Regions from separate parts of the Sus scrofa genome. Here region 1 is linked to region 2. Evidence: chromatin contacts called from public promoter capture Hi-C data. All regions are on one chromosome and are shown on one strand. The core of a region is the stretch at or near the end of the contact, and the rest is flanking DNA. Distances in the headings are between cores, read along the strand shown. Region 1 overlaps ABCB1 (ATP-binding cassette, sub-family B (MDR/TAP), member 1). Region 2 has its middle 50 kb from the start of ABCB1.

Region 1 (6,876 bases), core at 1,617-4,116, 70 kb after region 2:
TGACTTTTCTTCTTTTTGCCCTTCCCCAGGTAGAACTTCATGGCCTCTCCTTGGGGAGGTGGGAAAATAGGTACAAGAGCCTCCTTGTTGGACAAGAAGTTTTCCTTAAGAAGGCTTAGATTTGATAAGGCTCTAGAAAGCCTGAGAGTTTTACACTAAGTATGGTGTTTAACTAGATAGTTCTAAAACCTTTTTGAAAAATCAAATCCTTCTCTGCTATAATAGATCCCTCATTATTTTTCTCTTCTCCTAATGCCTTTCTCTAATTATCAGACAGCAGCCTTTGTCCTGCTCTTTTTGTTGTGGGTATGATCTCCTGACATCCTGCCCCCATCAGTCCTCATCCTGTTGTTAGATTTTTGCCTTTGCTTTAAAGTCTCTCTTGACTTGGGCCTCAAGAACTCTCTAGTCCTGCCACACACCACTTGTATGAACAAAGCTTAACTGCTACCAAACTTCTGACTTACTCTATGAATTCGGAATCTTACTTATGATTCCTTCCATGTATGGTACATGTTTCACTATCTGAAAATGATCCTGGATAAAGATGATTGGATTTTAGACGTATTGTGTTAATGGTGACAGGTTGGGTACAAGTGTAAATGATGATTCAGAAATGAGAATGAATCTTGGCGACATTAGAGTTGAAGGGATCATAAATTTCATGGGCTAAGATGTGGAGAAAAGTAGAAGGAATGGGGAGTTCTAAGCCTTGAAAAAAGACTAAATTTTTTTAACATTTAAAAAAAATTTTTTTTTAATTTTAGGGCTGAACCTGTGACACATGGGAGTTCCTGGGCTAGGGGTCCAATCAGAGCTGCAGCTGCTGGCCTACACCACATCTCTCAGCAAAGCTGGATCCTTAACCCACTGAGTGAGGCTAGGGATCACACCTGTGACCTTATGGATACTAGTCAGGTTTGTTTCCACAGAGCCATAATGGGAACTCTGAAAGACTCAATTTCTACCAATAACTAAAGCTAACATTTATTTAACATTTAATATGTGCTAAGCACTGCACTGTGCTTAGTGCTTTACATGTATTAACTCCTTTATTTCTAAAGGATTCAAATGAGGCTGATAGTGTTATTATCTATACAGGCGAGGAAACCAGGGCCCAGAGAGTTGAGTAAATTTAAATTGCATGAGGTCATAGAATTAGTAATTAGTCAGTATTTGAATCCATGCAGACCAGATGCAAGTCCATGCAATGAAAAAGACAGAAGGACACGGAGAAAGGAAGACATGGAGGATTACAAGGTGGTTCCATGTATGGTACATGTACAAAGGTGACTTTTCTCTTTCTCCATAGCTATATCATGATTGGTTCTGTTTAGTCTCCTCCTAGATGGTGGGCTCAGGAATGGAGGAAATGATACACTCAAGTCAGATTAATAATTGAGAGAATGGCGTTCCTATCATGGCGCAGCAGAAACAAATCCAACTAGCATCCATGAGGATGCGGGTTTGATCCCTGGCCTCACTCAGTGGGTTAAGGATCCAGCGCTGCCATGAGCTGCGGTGTATGTTGCAGACAAGGCTTGGATCTGGCATTGCTGTGGTGTGATATAGGCCGGCAGCTACAGCTCCAATTCAGCCCCTAGCCTGGGAACTTCCATATGCCATAGTGTGGCTCTAAAAGGCAACAATAATAATAATAATAATGAGAGAAAAAGTGGAAGTAATTTATCTCTATCATTGACCATTTCTACTCTCACTGTTCTAATACTCATATGAGGATCGTGAAAACTATTCGTAAAATGCCAGTCCTCAAAATAATATGTCTATTCTGCTGCTTAAACTATGAGCGTATAAATCATATGCAGACCTTGAAAGTGTATTTCAAGACTTTGGTGAAAACATTGCCATCTCTGTCCTCAAGGGCGACATCATGAGTATGCTCCAAACTAGAATGTTAGCTAATACTAAGTACTTCATAAACATTTCCATGATGGATCTGTTTTCATTTGCTCAAGGCTTTCCTCTGCTGCTAACCATTTCATTGGAAAAATTCTTAGAAATCAGTTTCTGGAAAATTGAGTCTCAAATAATGACAAAATATTTTGAACTATGTTGTGTAGTGTGACAGTTTATTTTTTAAGTTTGAGTTAAAACTTAAGATAGGACTAGTTTTTCTAGAAGAGTAATAGTAGTGTAATATAGTCAGATTTTGTGTTGTTATTACTGTTGGGGAAATGCTTCTTGAAGCAAAAAGTAGATGAGTTACAGTGTAATCTCTGCAATATATTACAAAGGGAAGCTATATATATATAGTAACTGACCCCATTCTAAGTGTTTAAGAAGTGGAATGAATAAATGAAAGACCAACTCACAGAATTGTGTAGGTGAAAATGAGCCTAGAAAATTATCTGGCCCAAAGCTACAATTTTATAGATGTAGAAACCAGTGCCCAGGACTTTGAGGCAGTGTGGCCACAATGGAATTGATAGGGGACAGAGAGCTGAGTACCTGTTTCAGGGATCCTGCCTTTATTTTAGTATTTTTTTTCCACTGTACTAGTGGGTTTCATACTCTGGCTAAAATTCTTTTTTTTTTTGGGTGGGGGGTGCTGTTCCCCATGGTGTGTAGAAGTTCCTGGGTTAGCGACCCAAGCCCCTACAGTGGCAACCTTAATTGGCTACACTGCAAGGGAACTCCAAGCTCTGCCTAAAATTGAAGCAAATGCCAGCACTTTTCTCTTGGTCTTTCCTCTCCCCAAGGGTGTTGTATTATAGATTTGCATATTGGTGTCCCAGGCAGGTCAGCCATGGGGCACAGTTCTTCAGGCCAAAGGTATGTGAGAGCATACATAAAATTGTGGCTGCCAGAGTCATCTCTGTCACCTGCAATAAGCCCAGCCACACTGAGTGGCAGGCGAGTGCCAGAGGGATTGATCGTCTTGGCAGAAAGTCCAAATTCCTCTTGCTTGTGGTTGAGGGAGCTTCTTGCATGAGAAGACTGGAAAAACTGGAATCATGGTGTTCTTGAGCTAGAATGGACCTTGCAGATCATTAAGGAAGTTTACTAACTTCCTTAGAGAATCCCCCTTTGTAAATAACATCTCTCTTGGACACTCACTGGGTAAAACAGCTCAACTTTCTTAGTTGAAAGTGGTGGAGGGGAGCCCAGAGCCAGAATCTCTGCTGAGTGTCCCTCTCCTACCCACCTGGAGCAGTGCTGAAGTCACTCCAAATGGAGCCACCACACTTGACCTGGTTGCAGCCAGTGCCCAGAGCCATCCTCTTCTCTTCCTAACTCCTCTCTGTGCGTCCACTCTTGTACCCCCATATACATTTCTTCTCCTCTTTTTTTTTAGGGCTGTGCCAGCGGCATATGGAGGTTCCCAGGCTAGGGGTCCATTCGGAGCTTTAGCCTCCAGCCTACACCATAGCCAGAGGAACGCTGGATTCTTAACCCACTGAGTGAGGTCACTGACCACTGAGTGAGGCCAGAGATCGAACCCGTGTCCCCATGGATACTAGTTGCTTTCGTTAACCACTCAGCTGGGACTGGAACTCCCATTTCTCCTTGTATAGGCATACGTCTGGTCATATCTCTTCTGGTGGCCTGGAGTGAATGCAAATGACTTCTGTTGGCCTGTGTGGCCCACGGGATAGGGCCCCTTCTTGCCCTGTCAGTCCAATTGCTCATTGCCTACTCAGTACAGCCCACCTACAATGACCTCTCTGTTCTGTGAGGACTCCCATCTCCCTCCTGGCTTGGGGCCATGTAGAACCTGCCCTGTTGCTCTAACAGTTTCTTAGCATTCATTTCTCCCTCACCAAGACCTTTGTCCCCAACCCACCCCAGTTACTTCAGCACCACTGCTTTATTTACATTTTAGGAGTTATTACTCTGGGAGTTCCCATTGTGGCTTAGTGGTAATGAACCTGACTAGTATCCCTGAGAACACAGGTTTGTCAATGGTCAGTGACCTCAGCCAGTAGGTTAAAGATCCAGCGTCTCTGTGAGCTGTGGCATAGGTCCCAGGTCCAATTTGACCCTTACCCTGGAAACATCCATGTGCTACGAGTGTGGCTCTTAAGAAAAAGTTATTATTCTAAAATTATCTTGTTTATTGGTTTACTTATTGATTACAGCTTCTCAAATGGTAAGAAAGATTATAACGGAAAAAAGGAAGTTCCTTAATATTTCAGCAGTGCTACCCTGTCACATGAAGTCTGGGGCCTGAAAGTGAAAGGACTTTCAGCTTGCACATAAATCCAATGAGATTGGATAAAATGACCCTCTCATTCTAGGTTGTGTCTGTGATATCTAGAACGATGCCTGGTGTGAAAGATGGTTAAAAACCACCTTTATAATATAATATATAATTAGGAAATCACAAAAGTATCCATGTCACAGGCTTTTAATTCCTAGTATTCTTAAATGTTTAGTAGGTAAAACTGCTAAACTTAGATATTTGGGTCAGAGAAAAATGTAATGTGATCTCTAAATGGTATGGAATCTCTCATTGTGGTGATGGGCACTGTTTTGTTGTAGATTTCTTAGAAGTCTTGCTTGGTTTTAGAAAAGGCTTTTCTAGGAGTTCCCATCATGGCTCAGAGTAAACGAATCTGACTAGAATCCTTGAGGATGCTGGTTTGATCCCTGGCCTCACTCAGTGGGTTAAGGATCCAGCGTTGCCATGAGCTCTGGTGTAGGTTGAAGACGCAGCTTGGATCTGGTGTTGCTGTGATGTAGGCCAGTGGCTACAGCTGCTCTTTGACCCCTAGCCCGGGAACCTCCATATGTCATGGGGTGGCCCTTAAAAAAAAAAAAAAAAAAAGGCAGAAAAGGCTTTTCTTACCCCAGCTAATAACGTGGTGGTCTGAAGTACTGCTGTTTAATCCTACAATATATGAAACACTTAGATACAAAATAGGAGACTCATTGGTTGGAATCCTTTCATAAATGGTCTCCATGTGTGGCTGTTCTGTGAAGCCCTGTAGATCTTTGGCGTAGGGTCAGGTATGGCAGGGCAGGGTGTGCACGAAGGGTATAAGGTTAACTAGGACGTGTCCAGCTCTCTAGGCACTCACACTAGTAGGAGGAGGAGATGGATATAAACTATTCCAGTCTATTCTAACATTGAATTGTGTGTCATTTTCTCTAGTGTTGTGTGGGTTATTTTGCCAGGGCTAAGCTGCTTGAATGGAGATCATAGTGAACTCATTCATAAAGGAAGTCTAGTGAAGTCTTTTCTAGCCCAGAGAGTTTCTACATTTTCCCACTGAAAAGCATTATGAATTTTTAGATACTTTCCCCGCATTCTTCTTTCAGATATTGGTCTGGGTAGTAACCCTTTGAGATCCATTCAAGTAAAAAGTTATTGGATTTGGACTTCCCACTGTGGTGCACCAGAATTGGCAGTGACTTGGAATGTGGGTTCAATCCCCGGTCTGGCACAGTAGGTTAAAGATCCAGCATTGATGCAGCTGTGGCTTGGCCCAAGACTTCCGATTGGGTCTGATCCCTGGCCTGGGAACTCCCTATGCTGTGGAGCAGCAAAAAATGGGGGAAAAATGTTGTTGGACTCTACCATCTCTAACATCGTTTCAGCTTGAAAGTTTTGGTTTTCTGGAAAAATGCCTAAGAATAAGAGTTTTGTGAGAGGCTTATACATGAGAGAAGAATCTCTGGGCCAGAGAGTATTCTCTGTTTTTTTTAAATTTAGTTTTATTGGGGTGTAGGTGACTGAAAATAGTAGTGTAGAGCAAAGTGAATCAATCATACATATTAATATATCCATTCTTTTTTTCCAGTGTACATTACTACAAACTATTGAGTAGATTTTCTTGGGTTATACAGTAGGATCTCGTTAATGATCTATTTTATACATTAGTGTGTATATGTTATTCTCATCTCCCAATTCTTCCCTGTCTCCCCATGACTTCACCTATGGTAAACCATAAGATTGGTTTTGAAGTCTGTGAGCTTGTTTCTGTTACTTATGTATATACATATGTATATATGTATGTATGCATATATGTCTTTTTAGGGCCACACCTGTGTCATATGGAAGTTCCCAGGCTAGGGGTCTAATAGGAGCTGTAGCTGTCAGCCTATGCCACAGCCACAGCAACGCCAGATCGGAGTCTAGTCTGTGACCTACCTCGCAGCTCATGGCAATGGTGGATCCTTAATCCACAGAGTAGGGCCAGGGATCGAACCTGCGTCCTCATGGTACTAGTTGAATTCGTTACTGCTGAGCTACAAGGGGAACTCCATATACTTGTTTTTAATGGAGGACAAAGAGACTTAATGGTGTATGTTTGTGGTTGATCTAGATTGTGTGAATTGCCCAGATAACAGCACCACACTGGAGGAGAAAATGACAGTGTAAGTAGACATTTTCCTTATTGTTGCTAAGTTTTTCTGTTTCAATCCAGTTGTAGCAATGTTTAAAATTTTGTTTTATCGGAGTTCCCATTGTGGCTCAGCAGAAACGAACCTGACTGGCATCTACGAGGGTTCAGGTTGGATCCCTGGCCTTGCACTGTGGGTTAAGAATCTGGTGTTGCCGTGATCTGTGGTGTAGGTCGTAGACTCTCCTTGGATCTGGTATGGCTGTGGCTGTGGCGTAGGCCAGCAGCTGCAGCTCTGATTCCACCCCTAGCCTGGGAACTTCCATATGCCATGGGTGCGGCCCTAAAAAGATAAAAAAATTTTTTTTGCGTTATTGTAGTAAAGATTCAAAATTTTGAGAGCATCGTCATTTTTAGTTTTCTAGGTGGACAGTATGTAGAATTTTTTTTTTTTTGGTAGTTTTCTTTAAGAATATATTTTACTGTATAAAATGTGCTAAAGTTAAGTCTGGTTTGGACTGATGTATGCATTTGTAAATATAGAATACCATCTACAAGGAAATTAGAG
Region 2 (6,140 bases), core at 2,710-5,209:
CAAATCAGAAGGAAAGAAAAACTGTCTTTGCAGATGACATGATCATATTCATATATAAAAAATCCTAGAGATTCTACCAAAAAGTATGTCTTATTCCCCCTGGCTTTTTTCACTTAGCATAATGCCCTCCAGGTTCACCCATGTTGCCACAAATGGTGGGATATCACTGTTTTTATGGCTGAACGATATTCCATTGTATGTACTTACCACATTTTCTTTTCTATCTTCTTTTTAGGGCCACACCTGTGGCATATGGAAGTTCCCTGGCTAGGGGTCAAATCGGAGCTGCAGCTGTCAGCCTACCCAACAGCCACAGCAATGCCGCTGGATCCAGGCCGAATTTGGGACCTACATCACAGCTTGCAGCAGAACCAGATCTTTGACCCACTAAGCGAGGCCAGGGATCAAACCCACATCCTCATGAGTACTGCAAAGGGTTGGAGATTTCATGTGGGACTTCAAGGCCTCTCCAAGGAGATAAAACTCAAAAAGCCTCTGGCTGAGATAAGAATTACCAGACCCTTATCATCCTATATCACTGTAATTGTTCCATTGTTCATAAGGACCACCTCACCCCAGCAACCTGGCCTACTCCTTCCTGCCTCCTACTAGGAAAGGTAAGTGGCTTCCTCCTTACCCACCCCTATGGGGCAATATACGCCCCCAACCAAGCAGCAAGTATATCCCAAGACACCATCCTTCCCCAACCAAGCAGCAATTGTATCAGAAGACCCCATTCCTCCCCAACCAATCAGCAGGTCAACAGGTGAATGTCAAGACCTCTCCTTGCACTCTTTTATCTCTGGCTATATAAACAGACACCACCACGTGCCCAGGATATGTGCTCCCTGATTATTAGGAATTCAGCCCACTGTGTTAACAGTGTCTCTTGCCTCAATAAACTTTTCTTTTTCGGGCTATACCTGTGGGATAGGAAGTTACCAGGCTAGGGATTGAGTCAGAGATGTTGCCCATGCCACAGCCACAGCAACTCGAGATCTAAGCCTTGTCTTCGACCTACACCAGAACTCATGGCAAAGCCGGATCCTTAACCAACTGAGTGAGGCCAGGGATCTAACCAGCGTCAGTCAGATTCATTTCTGCTGAGTCACGATGGAACTCCAAACTTGTCCTTTCTACACCTTGCTTTGAACCTGGAAAATTCTTTTTCCACTCATACGCAGAGACTAGAACATTGGGTTCTTTACCCACTGAGCCTCAATGGGAACGCTGATACCACATTTTCTTTTTCCAGTCATCCTTTGATGATACTTATATTATTTCCATATCTTGGTTATTGTGAATAACCTTAGAGTGAACATGTAGTGCTGATTTCGTTTCCCTCAAATAAATACCCAGAAGTGGAATTGCTGGATCATATGATAGTTCTATTTTCAAATTCTGAGTAACCTCCATACTGTTTTTTAATTGTGTTAAGCCACCAAATTTGTAGTAATTTGTTATAGTAGCCTCAAATCAGGGAAGCTAAACATGATGATTTTATCTTTTTTTTTTTAATAAAAAAGGGTAATGAGGCTCTGAGTTAGGCTAGTAAGAACAGAGAAGAATGGGTGGCTGTGAGAAACATTCATAGTGTAGCTTTGAAAGGTGGAGGAGGGAAAAACTGGCTAGGAAAGTCTGTGCCATTGATGGAAATGAGCAGCTCTTTTAGGAGGAAGTTTGATTTGTTCATGGGGCTTGAAGGTGACATCATAGTAGAAGGTATTTAGAAGTGTGGCCCTTGGGTACTAACTAAACACAGATGAGTACCACTGTGTACTGTCTGCCTGAATTCAACTTTGTTATTTTCCTAAGTATGTCCTAGGATTACTCATCTCTAGCCAACTCTAAACAATGATGGTGACCATTCACCAGAACCAACTTTTGAATTTAGGTCCAAATATGTTTCAATCTGTTTCCTGACACACAAAGCAGGGACCTTTGTTCCCAGGTCTCAATAATAAGAAGTCTTTTGATTCATTTTTCTTACTCTCATCTCCATTTCAGATGCCTGCTTCTAATGAACATTTGGCTAAAGGACTGTGTCTTTGGATCACTTTGTTCTTTTGTCTGGCAAAGTCCTTAGGATATACTAGAGGTTCAATAAGTGTCTGCTCTTTTGCCAAGGTTTTTTGTTTGTTTGTTTTTAACCTAGTGTGTACCTTCCTCTGGGTCAGTTTTATCCAAAATTAACAACTGGGAAGTTCCCATGTGGCACATTAGGTGAAGGATCCGGCATTGCCACAACTATAGCGTGGGTTCCATCTCTGGCCTGGAAACTTCCACATGCCACTGTTACAGTCAAAAAAAAAAAAAAATCCAAGAAATCATTTGTTAATGTAAGGTATATTAAGAGTATTCTTGGAAGTTCCCGCTGTGGCGCAGTGGTTAACGAATCCGACTAGGAACCATGAGGTTGCGGGTTCAGTCCCTGCCCTTGCTCAGTGGGCTAATGATCCGGCGTTGCCCTGAGCTGTGGTGTAGGTTGCAGACGCAGCTCGGATCCTGCGTTGCTGTGGCTCTGGTGTAGGCTGGTGGCTACAGCTCCAATTCGACTCCTAGCCTGGGAACCTCCATATGCCGCAGCAGTGGCCCAAGAAATAGCAAAAAAGACAAAAAAAAAAAAGAGTATTTTTATCTAAGACCATACAGTTTTACATAAAAAATATAGAGGTGAACTCATCATTACCATAAAAATTAATACCCAGCTTTACCCATTCTATCAAATAAAAGGGAAAGCCTTATGGGAACTGTTAAAAAAAAAGTTAAGAAACTTATTGGCACAACCTATATTTTAATTAAAAAATTAAGAAAAAAATAAATATGGTAATGTATAAAATTAAAAAAAAGAAATTAGAGTAGTCTCATAATAGTATTGTACCAATGTTAACATCCTGGATTTGGATTTGTATTATAGTTACTACCTGCTGTCATTCAGGGAAGCTGGATGAAGGGTACACAGGACTCTACAATTTTTGCAACTTCTTGTGAGTCTTTAATTATTTAAAAAGAAAAGGCTAAGAAAGAAATACAAGGAGTTCCCATTGAAGCTCAGAAGAAATGAATCTGACTACTATCCATGAGGATGCGGGTTTGATCCCTGGCCTCCCTCAGAGGGTTAAGGATCCAGGGTTGCTGTGAGCTGTGGTGTAGGTCACAGATGTGGGTCAGATCTGGCATTACTATGGCTGTGACATAGACTGGCAGCTGTAGCTTCGATTTGACCCCTAGCCTGAGAACCTCCATATGCTGCAGGTGTGGCCCTAAAAAGCAAAAAAAACAAAAAAACAAAAAAACAAAACAAAAAAACCCTTTATTTATTTTTTTCTCTTTTTGCTATTTCTTGGGCCACTCCCACAGCACATGGAGGTTCCCAGGCTAGGGGTCGAATTGGAGTGGTAGCCACCAGCCTGCGCCAGAGCCACAGCAGCACTGGAGCCAAGCCGTGTCTGCAACCTACACCACAGCTCATGGCAATGTCGGATCCTTAACCCAATGAGTGAGGCCAGGGATCAAACCCGCAACCTCATGGTTCCTAGTCAGATTCATTAACCACTGAGCCACAGTGGGAACTCCAAAAAATACTTTGTTTAAAAAAAAATTGGGGGTTGTTTTGTTTTGCTTTTTAGGGCCACACCTGCTGTTTATGGAAGTTCCCAAGCTAGGGGTCTAATTGGACCTACAGCTGCTGGCCTACACCACAGACATAGCAATGCCAGATCTGAGCCGCTGCCTGCGACCTTCACCACAGCTCATGGCAATGCTGGATCCCTGACCCATTGAGCAAGGCTAGGGATCCTCATGGATATTGGTCAGATTTGTTTCCACTGGGCCACGATGGGAACTCCCAATTTATTGCTCTTAAAAAAGATTAAACAAAACATTTTCAGGAGCACCTTCTGTAACAGTTGTCCTTTGTCCCATGTGGAAATTCTAACAGCAAGGTTTGAAAGACCTGTGCCCTTGGACTTGGGAAAATCAGAATAGCAAAGAGAAAAGCAGGAATGCTTACAGATATATGCAAGAGGCAAAGATACATGATGAAATACTTTCACCTGGACTCTTTGAAAAAAGCTAGTTTTGGTCACAAGAAAACGTGACCTTTGAACTGGAAACAACATTCTTGCTTTCTCTACTAGGCAGCTATAGTTGAGTGTTTTCCCTCTCATTGACTTACTTGTTATGTGGAGAAGCCCGAAGATTCTCCAGTCAGAAAAAACCTGGGTTTCTGTTCTGGCTGCCTGTTTGTTCACAAATGAGTGTTTGGGCAAGCTGCTTATTTTTTCTAAGCCCTTATTTCCTTGCTGGAAGTTAAGGGATTTCAGAAGCCACCTCACTGGATTACTTGATCACTAAAGAATGTAATAAGGTATTTAGAACAATACTCAAAGGATGGAATATGGTGGGGAAAAAAATGTTGGTTGCTCTTCAAAATCATCAATTCTCTCACATGAAAAGGAAGTTCTATTTTGTATTATTTTTCTCTTAACAATTTTCTTAAGTGCCTACGGACTAGATACTAGGAGAATTATAAGACAAGGAGCTCACAATTTAAGGAGACAGGAAATAAGTTTAGTGATGTGTGTAGTTTCCATGACACAAGATTTTTTGGGAAACATGGAAAGAAGAGAGCCATCACTTCTCCTAGGAGTGCCCTGAGGATTAAAAAAGGTTCCTGGAGGCATCCTTGTTGTGGCTCAGTGGGTTAAGAACCCAATGCTATCTCTGTGAGAATGAGGGTTAGATCCCTGGCCTCAGAGGGTTAAGTATCCTGTATTGCTGTGGCTGTGGTCGTAGGCCAGCAACTGCAGCTCTAAGAAATAACAGCTAACTTGGTAGGAAGAGACAACAAATGCAAAGGCAGACCAAGATCACCAAACACTGCAATCTTCTAGGGCTATGTAGCAAACAGCTCTAGGTACCTGAACCGTTTCCAAAGGCAGCCACTGCTCAGGGCATATTTATAGATACAGATCTAAAGTAAAATCATCAATAAGGATTATATTATACTATTTAGAGTCTTTTTAACTAAGGTAGGGAAATGTATAGTCCTTTAAAGAAAACGCAATTAATCCAAAATGTTTAAAATATTGTCTACTGTGGTTTAAATTTGTACACTTACATTATTAGCTTCAGTTACACAGAAGATTGCACTGCACAATAAATGCTGAGTAAAGCACTGCAGCTGATTAGAGAATTTTAAGCTTAACTCAAACATTAGTTACATAAAAAATATGAGCCCTTTATTCCCCAGGTACACTGAGAAACAGAGGTGCTATTGTTATGTGAAGTGGCATTCAAGTTATAACATCTTGACCTGTATAAAACTAAGAACAACTACGCAAATGTTTTTAAAAGTAATTTTGAAAATTGACATTTGTCTCCACTGTACTTAGCTCATCATATGGTCTCTCCTTAAATCTTATTAGTCTTTCCATCCATAAGATAGGAAAATTATGACCTTGTGTGGGGAGTTTCTCTTAAAGTATTAGTTTAAAAGGTTAACAAATATTATTTTTAAATGTTTATGCATATATAGATTTAAACATATATTTTAATAATTTATTTTTTCATAAACTAATGTTAACTCACAGAAAGGGGATTCATATTTTAATTCTTGTCAACAGAACTAAAGTCAAAGGAATATGTAAGCTTTTTGCTTTTCTTTTTTTTTTTTTTTTTTTTTTTTTTCCATTAGGGCTACACCCGGAACATAGGGAGGTTTCCAGGGGTTGAATCGGAGCTACAGCTGCCTGCCTACACCACAGCCACAGCAACATCAGGTCTGAGCCACATCTGCAGCTTACTCCATAGCTCATGGCAACGCCAGATTCCCAACCCAGTGAGTGAGGCCAGAGATCGAACACGCAACCTCATGGTTCCTAGTCGGATTCGTTTCTGCTTCACCACGACGGGAACTCCCAAGCTTTTCCATAACGTAAGAAAATTTGAAATTATAGAAAAAATGACTAAGACCTGATTTTCTATGAAAATGCATGTTAAAGGAGTCCTGAAAGGCTTTAACAATTTAATTTTTCTAAATGGTAAAGAATATGCAGGGAGAATACTGGTTGTACACAGAACCAAAGTCTATGAATACTCTGGAGTTGAGTGTGGAATATTTAGAGACTTCAAATTAC

What was found. Promoter capture Hi-C pulls out the DNA fragments that hold promoters and counts their contacts.
Region 1: a promoter capture Hi-C map of liver shows a contact between it and region 2, with 2.5 times the contacts expected there. The contact joins two enhancer-like sites. A contact is called at or near these places in 1 of 5 promoter capture datasets (liver) and 3 of 47 Hi-C or Micro-C datasets (liver and skeletal muscle).

What each region holds. Positions count from the first base shown.
Region 1 is chr9:93,068,670-93,075,545 of Sscrofa11.1, forward strand. It overlaps ABCB1 (ATP-binding cassette, sub-family B (MDR/TAP), member 1), which reads left to right. Exons shown (of 27, transcript NM_001308246.1): 4 at 6,291-6,342. Among named protein-coding and RNA genes, the nearest start is that of ABCB1, 21 kb to the left of the region's middle. Within about 2 kb of position 2,867, at least 10 of the 83 cell types and tissues checked have an H3K27ac peak or open chromatin away from gene starts, as enhancers often do. A contact at or near this core is called in liver, where this site is marked.
Region 2 is chr9:92,997,357-93,003,496 of Sscrofa11.1, forward strand. No RefSeq gene overlaps it. Among named protein-coding and RNA genes, the nearest start is that of ABCB1, 50 kb to the right of the region's middle. Within about 2 kb of position 3,960, at least 2 of the 83 cell types and tissues checked have an H3K27ac peak or open chromatin away from gene starts, as enhancers often do. A contact at or near this core is called in liver, where this site is marked.